Linked DNA regions of Mus musculus: regions 1, 3 and 4 are each linked to region 2. A link is a contact called in public Hi-C, HiChIP or PLAC-seq and Micro-C data. All regions are on one chromosome and are shown on one strand. The core of a region is the stretch at or near the end of the contact, and the rest is flanking DNA. Distances in the headings are between cores, read along the strand shown.

What was found. A called contact is a pair of places that touch in the nucleus more often than the background predicts. HiChIP or PLAC-seq counts read pairs in DNA pulled down with a chosen protein or histone mark.
Region 1: a contact with region 2 is called in a Micro-C map of the G1E-ER4 cell line, with 2.3 times the contacts expected there. The contact joins the enhancer-like site here to the promoter of Trim45 in region 2. A contact is called at or near these places in 2 of 484 Hi-C or Micro-C datasets (the G1E-ER4 cell line and mammary gland), 3 of 115 datasets of contacts at active chromatin or transcription factors (embryonic stem cells, extraembryonic endoderm stem cells and trophoblast stem cells) and 1 of 9 other capture datasets (embryonic stem cells).
Region 3: a contact with region 2 is called in an H3K27ac HiChIP or PLAC-seq map of extraembryonic endoderm stem cells. The contact joins the enhancer-like site here to the promoter of Trim45 in region 2. A contact is called at or near these places in 1 of 484 Hi-C or Micro-C datasets (embryonic stem cells), 6 of 115 datasets of contacts at active chromatin or transcription factors (embryonic stem cells, extraembryonic endoderm stem cells, stem cell-derived neural progenitor cells and 1 more) and 1 of 9 other capture datasets (embryonic stem cells).
Region 4: a contact with region 2 is called in a Hi-C map of the G1E-ER4 cell line, with 1.8 times the contacts expected there. The contact joins the enhancer-like site here to the promoter of Trim45 in region 2. A contact is called at or near these places in 10 of 484 Hi-C or Micro-C datasets (the 63-12 cell line, B cells, the Ba/F3 cell line and 7 more), 9 of 115 datasets of contacts at active chromatin or transcription factors (the 230-238 cell line, bone marrow-derived macrophages, embryonic stem cells and 3 more) and 2 of 9 other capture datasets (adipose tissue and liver).

Annotation. Positions count from the first base shown.
Region 1 is chr3:100,792,233-100,795,454 of GRCm38.p6, reverse strand. No RefSeq gene overlaps it. Among named protein-coding and RNA genes, the nearest start is that of Gm40107, 24 kb to the left of the region's middle. Within about 2 kb of position 1,829, at least 9 of the 459 cell types and tissues checked have an H3K27ac peak or open chromatin away from gene starts, as enhancers often do. A contact at or near this core is called in the G1E-ER4 cell line, where this site is marked.
Region 2 is chr3:100,920,854-100,923,787 of GRCm38.p6, reverse strand. Trim45 (tripartite motif-containing 45) reads right to left here and starts at 1,295. Exons shown (of 6, transcript NM_194343.2): 1 at 389-1,295. The coding sequence starts at 876.
Region 3 is chr3:100,747,227-100,750,593 of GRCm38.p6, reverse strand. No RefSeq gene overlaps it. Among named protein-coding and RNA genes, the nearest start is that of Gm43464, 56 kb to the right of the region's middle. Within about 2 kb of position 1,688, at least 22 of the 459 cell types and tissues checked have an H3K27ac peak or open chromatin away from gene starts, as enhancers often do. A contact at or near this core is called in extraembryonic endoderm stem cells, where this site is marked.
Region 4 is chr3:100,701,879-100,704,974 of GRCm38.p6, reverse strand. No RefSeq gene overlaps it. Among named protein-coding and RNA genes, the nearest start is that of Gm43464, 11 kb to the right of the region's middle. Within about 2 kb of position 1,689, at least 62 of the 459 cell types and tissues checked have an H3K27ac peak or open chromatin away from gene starts, as enhancers often do. A contact at or near this core is called in the 230-238 cell line, the 63-12 cell line, B cells and 4 more, where this site is marked.

The sequences.
Region 1 (3,222 bases), core at 580-3,079, 130 kb after region 2:
TTGCTACACAGGAAGGCCTGAGCATGCTCAGTTAAACAGCTCGTGCTACACCTGCACCACAAAGATTTAGCTGAAAATAAATGCAAAGTCACTTTGAAGGTGCACTAATCTATGAATCTACCCTTAGGTTCCTGTCTCATTCAGCTGCTCTCTCCAAACTTCCAGCCCCTCAGTAGGTTAAGGGGGACGGGTCACATGAGGACAGGAGTTAGAGATCAGCAAGAGTACAGCTAAACTGGATACTAGGGGCTTCCTAGGAACCATAGCGAGAGGTATCAGGAACACTAAGACTGCGTCTTCTGCTTCCACCCAGCTCCCATCCCATCACACAGCTCACCTCTTACATGTTCAACTGTTTCTTCCTCCAAACAATAATCTGGGGACCTCCCTCACGGTCCACAAGTATCATCACCAGCCATCTGTGTCACTTCTTTTCAGATGTGTCCCCATGCTACTCACTCTGGACCAGTTCACTAGCCTCCCGATTGCCCTCTCTTCTACTTATAAGCTCCATGTAATGTTCTATAAGGACCCAGGGGCCCTTTCATGTCGCGCTCCTACTCAAAGCCCCCGTGAGTTTCCTTACACATCGAGACTGAGTTCGCTAATGCACCAGGACCCTTACTGTGGCCTTCAGCACCATGATGAAGAAGCCACTCCTCTCCACCCAGTCCTGCTTGCTTTTCTGACCTCTTCACCATTGTTCTCATTTTAACTGTGCTCCAGGCCTGGGCCTGGAGCCTTCCTTCAATCAGAATCAATACACAACCTTCCCCTGCGTGGGGAGCTCTCCTTCCAGATCTCTCTCGAAACTCTCCACCTTCCTGTTTCTACTCGAATGTCCTGTCCTCAGAGATTTTTTTCTTCTTTTTTAATTAAAATTTTTATTGATTCTTTGTGAATTTCATATCATCTACCCCAACTTCATTCGTTTCCCCATCCCTTCATATCCACTCTCTGCCCTTGTAACCTTCCCCACAAAACAAAACAAAACAAAACAAAACAAAACAAAACAAAACAAAAAAAACCCATCTCACCGTGGAGACTGCAGTATGTCACAGTGTGTCATACGAGTATGCCTCTTTGCCCACACAGCTTTACCTACAAGTGTTCATTGCAATGAGTCTTTGGCCTGGTTCGAAGCCTCTGGCTTCTGCTACACTATCAATACTGGATCCTCACCAGGACTCATCTTGGACATCCTACTATTGCCTGTGTCATGGAGAACTGAAGCTTTGGGTCTGCAGGACTGAGCCCCTCAGGAACTCCAGCAGCTCATAGATGGGGTAGATGTTAGGGTGGGCCAACTCAGAGCCCTGGATCTGGGCCTGGGGGGGGGAAGCTGAGTAGGTCAGCCCACCCACCAGCTCTCCCATGCCCATACCATCAGAACCAACTGTCCCATTTTACCCAGTTAAGGGCCAAGGCCAGATCTTCCATGTTTATGCCCTTTCAGTCAGCTCACTGTTGCTCAGGAGAGACGTGGGGCCTGCACTCCCAAGTGCTGCAGCTGGAAAGGGACAGGGCTAGCTCTCTCAAGAAACATCTGCATGGCCTTTCAGGGTAACAGGAGTCTCAGACATCAACACAGACCCTGGAGACCTGGATGTCATTACGGCCTCAAGTGGCGGCACAGGTCACTCATATCAGTACAGCCTTCAGACATCCACGTGATCTCAAGCGGCAGCCCAGACATGGCCTTTAGTGGTAACTCAGGCCACTGACATGACACAGACCTCAGCTATGGCAAGACCACAGTCTGAGACGTGGCCCTCAGAAGCAACCTGGGCCAGAACACCATCATAGCCTCAGGTGGTTAAGCAGGCTCCTCACCACCATTGTGTCTCTAGTTCCTCTGCTCTCCACAGTGCACTAACCACTAGATTCACACTCTCTCCAATCTCTCCATTATGTACTTCCTCTTTCTCCTATCTCTATCACACATCCACCCATCATAATGGCGTCAGATGCTTGGATATCTCTCATGTGGCCACCTGGCCTTGATTGCCACAGGATGGGCACTTGGGTATTTCTCTTTTTCTTCTTTTTTTAGAGAATTTCTTACTTAACCAATCTTTTCAACTCTCACCATCCCAAATCCCAGTTGCTCTCTAGATTTATCCTGTTTGAGTTTCACTTTGGCTTATAAAAATTGATAACATTTATTCATATGTTCATTTGTCAAATGTGTACATAATTTTGCACTAGAATGTAAGTTCCAAAAATCTTTGTTGAGAGAATAGAGACTTTCATAGCTCACAGTAGGAGCTTTGCCTCAGGATTCTCCTCTTTTTCCTGGCCCCTGGCTACAGAAGATTCACAAAGGGACAACTTCAGGCACCTCTGTTCTATTAACACTGTCTTGGTGACCTCTGTTTCCACTGCAGCGCTCCTCAGGTATAGCAAATGTCCACAGTCAGGGGGAAAGCCCGTGTCCAGACCCTCCAGCGACACTATATGTTCAGAATCCCATGCTCTGCACTGAGTGTGACTGGCACTCTGCACACTGTAAGCCTGAGTTCTTGGGCTTTTTTTTTTCCTCCCATCTGTGCCTCCGCCTCATTTCTACAGATCCCCAAGGTTGGCTGATTCTGCTTCCTGAACAACTTTCAAATCTGGAGCTTTGCCTGCATTTGCAGTCTTATACCTGGCTCAACTTTCAGACATCATTTAAGCCACCTCCGCTGCTACTGCACTAAGCAAAGCCTGTGCTTTCTCCACAACACAGCAACCCATAACACAGCGAACCCATGCCACATCTCCTTCCTAAAGCCATCCACGGCTCTCTTCCCCTCTGGAGCTGGACTCTCCACCCCATAGATCACACACCGACTTCTCTGGCATTTTTTCTTTCTTGGCTGAACTTGTACCCATCCCCCTTGATTCCCAAAGCATTCTGTCATCTGAGGCTTGTGTTCACTTTACTTTTATTACAGTTATTTATTCATCTGTCTTATTTCCTCCCATTTATAACTTCCATGAATGCAGGAAATGTGATTTACTCTCCATCACGCCCTTCAAAGCACTTAGCCCAATGGTTGATACTCAACAAATGTTTATTGAATAAATGATTGAGTTCACATTTGGTTCAAAATATACTTAATCATTTTCTGTTTTTTCCTCTTGCTGTAGTTAAAGTAGAAACTCAAAGGTTATTAATTTCATAATTTTAGTTTATTCATTTCTTCCCAAAGAAAAATACTGACAGCCAAGCACTGACAC
Region 2 (2,934 bases), core at 46-2,545:
ATCTCCTCATTTACTAAAGAGGGGTGAAGTAGCACCCACCTTTCGGTAAGAGTTACAATGATCAGATGAGATCAAGCGCAGGGTGTATGCTAGCACAGTAATCCTCTCTCCAGCACACGGTCCGTTTTCAATAGATTAAACAATTGGTGATAGAAGAAAACTCAAGGTGCTCTATAAACCGAAACCTGCCCTGCTTTTGTTACTACAGCTATCAGGTCAGCGGTGCTAACCTCCGTTCTAGAGCTTGCGATCTGTTTGCACAGTGTTCTTTGCACTTTGACAGTGTCTGCGAAAGCCTTCTTTTTGACCTGCTCACCAAAGGGATCTGTGTCTTGCTTTCTTTGCACTCTACTCTTACGCCACAATAAACGGGGTACTCCCTCTTTACCTATGAGCCTGGCAGCAGAAGTGGCAGAGATTGGCTTTGCAGGTCTGACACCTCTTCTCTACTTCTCTGTCGCTGCACAGGTCACACACCAGGCCCTGGCCTTCCCCACGCAGGTTCTCCAGCAGCACATCATTCATGGCCAGGTGGTCTACCGTTAAAGCCTTCACTCCACCCAAGGGCAGGTCCACTTGAGCATCACATACCGGACAGAGGATGCCGATCTGTGGCTGCAGGCTACATAACTCGGGGTCCTGGAATACTGACCCCTCAGAGCTTGTATCTGAGTCACCCCCACGGATGTCCACTACTGAGAATGGATCCAGCTTTTCCAGACACGTGGTGCACACTGTGTGCAAGCAAGGCAAGAGCCTGGGGACTTTGAAAAGCCTCAGACATGTAGGACAATGAGTCTTGCCTGAGCTTCCAGACGCGTTCGCATCTTGGAGTTTGTGCACGAAACCCAGAAGCGGCTTCCTGATTTCTGACATCTTCCCCACGTATGTACCCAGTATCACAAAAGGCCCTGCGCAGTCCTCTAATGCAGGTTAGATTTACTCAAAGACAGAGTTCCAAGATCTTGAACACTGACCATGAGGACTCTCGTGTTGCCAAGTAAAAGGACAACCAGAAAGAGAACGCCTCTGAGGAACCATCCACAGATCTCCGGATTTGTGGTTTGGCCCTTCCTTTCCACTGCATCCCACACCAGTCACAGCCACACCCTCCTGGATCACCCACATCGTCCTCCTCGCAAGCGCTTCTAGAGCTAGTCCCCAGCTAATTCTGCCACCACCACCCTGACCCCAGCATTTCTTGTCCTCCAAGGTCACCCTCCCTCCCGCCCCCACCACGCCACAAGCGCGCCCTCCGGGCGATGAGGTAGTGGGTCCTCGGGCTCTCCCAGAGTGAGGGGCCAGGGGCAGCCGCCTCTCTGGTTTGCCTAGGAGGCCCTAGAGCCGTCGCCCCGCCTCACACCAATCCCAGACCAGGATTCTCCGAAGAATCCAATCACCGTCCGAAAGGGGCGGGCCTCGCAGTTCGGAGCCATGTCGTCCTCCAGAGTGACATCACTGTCATCCAATAAGTTCAGCAAGGTCCACATCCTCGCCGGCCACTCGCGCGGCGAAAGGAGAGGGAGCAAGGGAGGGCCTCGTGCAGAACCGGGAGGAGGAGTCTGGGAGTGAGCGGCGTAATGTGGTTGGCGTCACGAATGTGAGCTCCTGCCGCCGGAGAGGCCTCTGGATCGTTGAAAAGCCTGCGCTGAGGCTCCACCCCAAACTCAGATAGGGTTCTCCCATTGGTGCGTGGTACTGTCAGTCGGCCGAGGTGTAGCCCGAAGCATTCTGGAAGTTGTAGGCAGGCTCTCGGTTGCAGAGGCTATAGCGAATCAGCGGCCACCGGGTCAGTTTCCTTTCTGGGTTTTCCAAGTATTTTTTCTGCCCTGGAATCTCTTACGTACAGCGTGCTCGGAACCAGAACCCTCTCAGCTGGCTAGCTTCTGGCATTTTCCAGGGCAAGGGTACCTCCGTGTCTGGTTCCAGAACTAAACTTAACTGAAAAGTTTAGAACTGCTGCTCCGCGGAGCTCCACTGAGTTTCCCGGGTGGAAGCTGCTTTGAATCATTCAAGACCAAGACCGGAGAGACACACCTCACCAGAATTCTACAGTAACAGAAGTTGTCAGGGTTGCGGGGGGTGGCCTACAGAGCAAGTTTGGCATTTGTTTTTACAATCAAGGGGAGCTCCTGGTTGGTCACAATGGGGCAGTGGAGGATGTCACTGGGACAAGTCCCTTGTAGGTCCGACTAGTTAAAAAGTTGGGCACACCTGGTCCCTGAGCATAATTATTTCTTTGACGCCTTAAAGAATTTGCCAAGAGTCTCAGATTCATTCATTTGGAGACTGTTTCCTACACATGGGGTCTAAGGCACTGACTGATCTCTGAATCCAAAAATTGTAATAGCATGGCTCCGTAGTTGCTATCTGTTCCCATTCTTCAGATGCGTAAGCCTCTGTCTATCTCACTGTTTTCCTTTACAGTCTTCCATATATGATTTCAACCCATGCATCACTGTTTCAGGGACCTCTTTATTAGAGATGTCATAGTATAGGCATAGCTGTCGAAGCCTATGCTTTTACGAAGTATGGGCCTTCGGTGGAAAGAGCCCCAAACTATGAAAAGATGAAATTAAAAGAAAAAAAAAGAATTATCTGACTCTTCGTAAAATATGTTAAAGTAGAGATGTAGCTCACTGATCCAGTATTTGCTTAGTATGTTGAGACTCTGGGTTCTGTCTGTGGTACACGTGTGAACACAGACACCACACACACACACACACACACACACACACACACACACACACACACACAGGTCTGATTTGGTCTTTATTGTGAGGGTCTCGAGAGCTGGTTCTAACTTTAGCATAAGTAAAAACGTTATCTGCTAATGAATGGCTCAAAAGCCATTTTTACATAACAGTCACATGACCTCCCAGTGTAAGGAGTCGGCAAAGGTCTTAAAAGTGAAAGTGGTCCTTACCCAGACTT
Region 3 (3,367 bases), core at 439-2,938, 170 kb after region 2:
GGGATTCTAGCATATACTAAAGAGCAGCTGAGACATATAGCCTCATGGATTGAGCAGCCTGGATTTTCTTAGCTATTCATGGTCAGCCATTGTTAGATTAGCTGGACCACAGTCTGTAAGTCATTCTAACAAATTTCATTCATTCATTCATATATATATATATATATATATATATATATATATATGTATACACACACACACACACACACACACACACACACACATATATATATATCAATCACCAGGGCATAGAAGAAATCACACGTAAGCAAAAACAAAGTCCACAGTGTATAAAGCTCAGTGTCGAGGGTTGGTCACAGTGGCATATGCTTTTAATCTTAGCACTGGGGAGGCAGAGGCAGGTGGATCTATCTCTATGAGTTTGAGGCCCGTCTAGTCTACGTAGTGAGTTCCAGGACAGCCAGGGTTATATAGTGAGACTTTGTCAGGAAACAACCCAAAATACCTCAGTGTTCAATGTCTGAGACTTATTCATGATCCTCTGGGACCAAAAGAGATTGAGAAGTCCCACCTTGGTGGCTCTGCCATCCTTGTCACCTACAGCATGTCTTGTAGGCTCAAACCCTCACCACAGCTGTCCTTGGCAGATACCGCATGGTTGTGGCATCTCTAATATCCTGCAGGCCTCCCTGCAGCTGAGGTTGCACTTCCTTCCACCAATGGCCGCACCTGGCCTGCCTTCAGGGTCTCTACCCCAGAACAGAGCATGAACCTTCAGCTGCTCTCATGACTCCTTCGAGAATTTAAAACCAGTTCCATGTGGGAGATGCTTGCACATCTGCCACGTTCTTGCAATATACCTACAACCTTGACTGCCAGGTTCTGAGTGCTGGCCTTGGGGAAACACAGCTCAGATTTTTGCCTCAGTGATACTGGGCTTTTAATCACAGCTGATGTTTCAGCCCCAGCTAATCAGCAATATATCTCACTTTCAAGACTGCTAACTGAAAACACATCACATGGTAGAGTCTTTGAGGTAATTCTCAAATGTCACAAGGCAGGCCTCCATCACGTGTGTTTCTCTCAATCACCTTCCAAGGTCCCACAGAACAGCTCCAAGCACCCCCCAACAGCAAGGTCATGTTTATGACAGCAACATCACAGCATCACTCTCTGGAACCTTGAACATTTGCAGAGCAACAGTTCTCATAAGAGAAGAGGTAGTTCACATTTCCATGAGCGAGCTTCTCCCTGTGACCCCCCTCCTTTCAGAAGTGTAGCATAGATTGTTAGATTCGAGAGCATTGACTTTTGTTCTTTCTGTTTTCCAACCGTCTCTACTGCCCATACCTAGAGGTCTGCAGCTTGCTTGCGACCCGGAGTTCACAGCTGGGGAGGATAGGAAACATTCAGACATGGAAGTCAAATGGCAGCCTGTGGCGCTCGAGATAGGTTTGCCAGGATGGAAACGTCAATTTGAGCAGATGTCTTTTCTGTTTCGATCATATAATTTTGGTTGTCAGAGTGTAGGAGGTTTAGCAAGAGCTTTAAATCCAATAGAGAAGGAATCAGGAACATAAGAAAGACACTTAATAATTCATCAAGAAATAAATGCGTCTCCATCCTTTACGGCAAAGATACTTTAAAAATCAGTGCTGACAGCTCCGGTTGCTAACAGCGACGCCATGCCAGAGTTGTTTTGTAAGCAGATGAGTTGGCTAAAACCAGCTTATTGCCTCATACTTCAGCGAAGGAACAGTTGAATCAGTTGGCTGGCTTCAATGTTGGGACCTGCCACTTCTTAGCAATGTGACCATTTACCTATAAAACAGAGCATCTAAAAGTGCCACCTAATAAGCTAAGTAGGATGTGGATAAGGAATATACAAATGATTTAGCTAGGGCCTAGCACATAGCAGGTGTTCAATAAAAATTAGTCTTTCATTCTGCTTAAGTACTTTAAAAGTTTACCGTCTCTAAAACTTAGTTTAAATTTCTATTTCTTTGGGAGTGGGTTGCAGAGAACTTGTGGAGATCAGAGGATGGCTTGGGTAAGTCAATTCTTTATTTCCACCACATGGGTCCCTGTGGTAGCTTGGCAGCAAGTGCCTTTACTCAGTGAGCTGTCTCATTGACTGACCCACACTTTCCCTTCTTAACTAGGCTAATCCTCTTAGAATACCTTTCAACAAATTCTGTCTTCACAGACTAAGCAAATTTTAATCAATGCCCAGTGAAATCATCCTAAACTCCATGTTTTGGGGTGCCTCGATAAAAGACTTATTAACCTTCTGTTAATAATATTCCTCTCCATCTTGACAGATAGTTGCAAATGGATGTGGCTTAATAAAAATGTAAAAGTTGTCATACCCAAGCGGGACCTTTATCTGAGGTGTGATGACAGCTAAGAAGTGGCCTGCAAAAATAGCTCTGTCCTCACTTCGCACTCCTTGTTCTAGGGGCGCCTTCATGTCGTCCTGACAGACAGGCCTGCCCCCTGCAGACCCAGGATCCTAGTCTGCTGCACACATCCCCAACATAACTGCCAGCTGAGTTCTAATTGCAGAATCTTCATTACCAGGGATGATTGAAACTATAAAAAGAAGCCAGCTGAATTTTTCCACATCCTGCTGGGTGAGCACAGGCCAGCTCTCAGGTCCCTGCCCTCCTTCTACCAGCAAATGTGTGTGTGCGTGTGTGTGCGTGTGTGTGTGTGTGTGTGTGTGTGTGTGTGTGTGTTTCTGACTTCAATAGGAACCACTAAGCAATTGATAAATACTGTCTCTTTTCTCCTTGAAACCTTCCTCTTCAGGAGGTAATCTGAAAACGTAGACAAGTACCTCGGGCCTTCCTGGAAGCTAGAGACAAGAGGTTAATTTTTAACCCCATGGATCCCCAGAGTCACCTAGAACTAAGTGGTAGTAGAGAAAGAGAGTAGATCTTTCCTCTGCCTCCCAGGCCTTTGTGACTGCTATTAAAAGCCATCTGTAAATGAGCCTTTTCTGTTCGTCATTCCGGTGAGCGAGCCGTTAAAGCTCCCGCTGAGCTGGAGCAGAAGGTTCCGAGTTAATTGCAATAAAGGAGGTTTCCAGACGGCAAAGGACACCAAGCAATTTCAAGTGTAGCTGGAAGACAAAGCCACTCAGGACTGCTCCTGGTTCTGCAGCTAATAACTTTTTAAGAATCAAGTCAGGTTGAGGTTGCATAGGCTGTAATCTCAGCACTCAGGAGGCTGAGGCAGGAGTGTGAGGCAGAGGCCGGGCTGGGCTACACGGTGAGCCCTAGGTAGAAAGAAGGATGAAAGGAGTGATATATGCTAGTTTTACTTAAAACACAGGCAAAACTTTTTTCTTTATTATTTTAAATTTTGAAATGTTGAGGGGCAAGCATCTTTAAAGCCAGAAAGA
Region 4 (3,096 bases), core at 440-2,939, 220 kb after region 2:
CATCTTCCTATGAAGGTAGTGGTTGTGTGGAGGCAGGAGGGTAAATGCTTGGTATTTAGGGAATAGGCCTCATTATCTTCCGTTAACAACGCATCTTTAAAATATACATAAGGCTTTATAAATTATAATTTTGTCATTACATATAAGAGTACCCTTTCAAACATGTTTTAGGTGAGGTCAGAGGAAGGGGGATTGTTGACGATGTTTGGGTTATCTTGGCTGCTGGAATTTTCTGTAATGTAATGGTCGTTTGTCTGCTTTCCCAAGCCCACCTTTCCACCTCAGAGGAGAGACAAGAAGGCTGCCAGTCCATAGGAGAATGTGCACCGCAGTGGAGCAAGGGCGACTACCAAGGCGAACACATCCTCTAGCCCTGACACCGGTGCCTCTTAGTATGTTCTGGCCCTTTTCCTGTAAGCTTGTTCTGTTATTTAGTAGCCTCTTGGATCTGCTGTTTCTCTCAGTGAGGAAACTTGCTGGCACCTGCATGCCTAAATGAGCGGAGACGGGCGTGCCCTCCCACCCGTGCTGAGAGTCTGAGACCTGCAAGCCTGACGTCACGTGACCCAGCAGGCCCTCTCCCTCTCCTCCGGATTCCTCTGGTTTATAGCTTAACTAGGGACCAAGCCGGGAGTGGTGGCGCACGCCTTTTATCCCAGCACTTGGGAGGCAGAGGCAGGCGAATTTCTGAATTCGAGGCCAGCCAGGTCTACAGAGTGAGTCCCAGGACAGCCAGAAACCCTGTCTCGAAAAAAACCAAAAAATAAAACAAACAAACAACCCAAAAAACAAACAACAAATAAACAAACCAAAAAAACTAGTGACGGGGAATCTTAGCCTCCCAAGCCAGACTCAAAACATCAGAGAGATGAGTCCAAGCTAGTCAGATAGTCTGACTTCCTACTAAGTCTAGTCCCTCCATTGTTTCAATGGCAATCCCAAGTCTTCTCGTTTCTGAAGTGGAAACAACCAGGTTGTAAGAAGCATAGGTGAGAGCCAAAGTTAACTGCTAGGTATATATACTTAATTCTAAACAAATACAAACGATTATCAGTGAAGGCAAACAAACGTGAAATTTTCAAATGTGACCGGTGACTCCGGTATCTTTGAATCAGTTTCTTGAATGAGTAATTGGTGCGCAGGTTTAGCTTAGCTTTAAAATACATCTTTTACTTCAATTTAGTTCTACAATTGTTGGTTTTGTGCAGAGTTAAACTCTGTACAGAGGAGCAGGCATGAAGGCAAGCTCCCAGCTGAGCGTTTTTGCTATATACTTCTCCTGGCCTCTACAAGTTGTCTAATGAATATTTATGACTCAGTACTAATACATGTCAGACTCTGAGAGCTGCAGCACAGTATCCTCTGCCCTTTCATCCCGTCTCTCCTGTGTTCTGGGGTCTTGATACTGACAATTATGACTGTAACATCTATTTTTATTAAATGAGAAAGGGACAAAATTAGGGAAATGAAAGGCTTGGGTGCGCTTGGCTCGACTGCTTTTTAAAACGCCTATTAACTATTAACGTTAACTTTGTTCTGGGCATTCTGCCAGCTGCTTTTCTCATTGCTCTATCTTTTAGTCATTTCAAGAACATAAAAGGAAGTTATTTCGGCTGAGGATCTGAGAAGTTATTCGGTCTGTTCTAAGCTAAACAGCTTGAAGTGGTAGAGTCCTCAGCTATCAATAGCTGGGCTGTCTATTTTCATGTCCCAAATATTGTTGGAGGGCCCGCTATGTGTCATTCACTTTGCTAGGCTCTAAGGGCACAGTGAAGGAAACAGCCCTCCTGGTTCTCGTAAGGCTGCCAGTTTAGCAAGGAAGGCTGAAGGTAGATAGGCTGTGGCAATTGAGCATCACCACATAGAGCGTGTGGGGAGGTAGGTCTTGCAGGCAGGAAGGGCTTGCAGAGGCTCAGGGGTAGGAAAGATCGAGGGGCCTCTGGAGATCTGCAAGGAATTTGCTGCCCATTAGAGCATTCTAATCAAGGCACCAGCGGCAGAGTACCTCGTGAGCTCTCAGGAGGGGCCATTTCCTCTCTCTGGGTAAGTTAGACCTAGCATGAGTTTACTTGAAGTATTGTGCTGCTAAGGCTCTCCCATGTTTCACAGAGTAGTAATAAGGGGCTCCGGGATGACTGTGTTCATTTCTATAATTAGAGGTTTTCTAAAAGAGATGGAATGTAAAGACTCTTCACCGTTGTTCCTTTTTCTTGGCCCCCATCATGAGTGGAAGGGCAGCTTTGACTGGGTTAGAGAGCATTTAGAGTAACATGTAGAGTTTGTGTGTGTGTGTGTGTGTGTGTGTGTGTGTGTGTGTGTGTGTGTGTGTGTTTATGATGCAGAGTAAGATTTAGGTGTGTGTTGTTGACACAAATCTCTCCTAATAATATCAGTATATTGATACTTGTCCCAGGCTGTGTCTTTGAGCTATATAGGTTTTAACTGTTCATTGGTCCTTATAACCCTAGGAAGTAGGATCAACTATGTCTAGTGATTCCCAGGAGGAAACTGAGGCACAGATATATTAAGATATTAAGATTGTGTTCATACAAAAAGTTGGCAGCAGAGCTCAACTTTTTTGTTTGTTTGTTTTTGTTTTTGTTTCTGAGACAGGGTTTCTCTGTATAGCCCTGGCTGTCCTGGAACTCACTTTGTAGACCAGGCTGGCCTCGAACTCAGAAGTCTGCCTGCCTCTGCCTCCCAAGTGCTGGGATTAAAGGCGTGTGCCACCACTCCCGGCTAGAGCTTAATATTTAAAGCTGGGACTGTGTGGCCTCAAGTGGTTACTCTTGACAGTTGGTAGTGTGGTATAAGACGTTCATGAAACCATTACTGCCAATTATTAAATGTAAGTCTTGGTTCTTTGTATTGTTGTTCATTTATGGACAGTCTCATGGGTAATTCCTCCATCCCAGATGTTAGAGCTTATGACTGTCAGTGGTCAGAAAACCAAGGTGCCCATTCCACCTTTGGCAGCTACTAAGAGTAGAGTGCTGCCTGTGGTTGGTGGTACTTGTCACCTAAGCCTGAAAACTAACTTCTCCTCAGAGGCCTCCAGAAAGGTTTAAGATGGGTGGTGCTATCATTGGCAGTTGT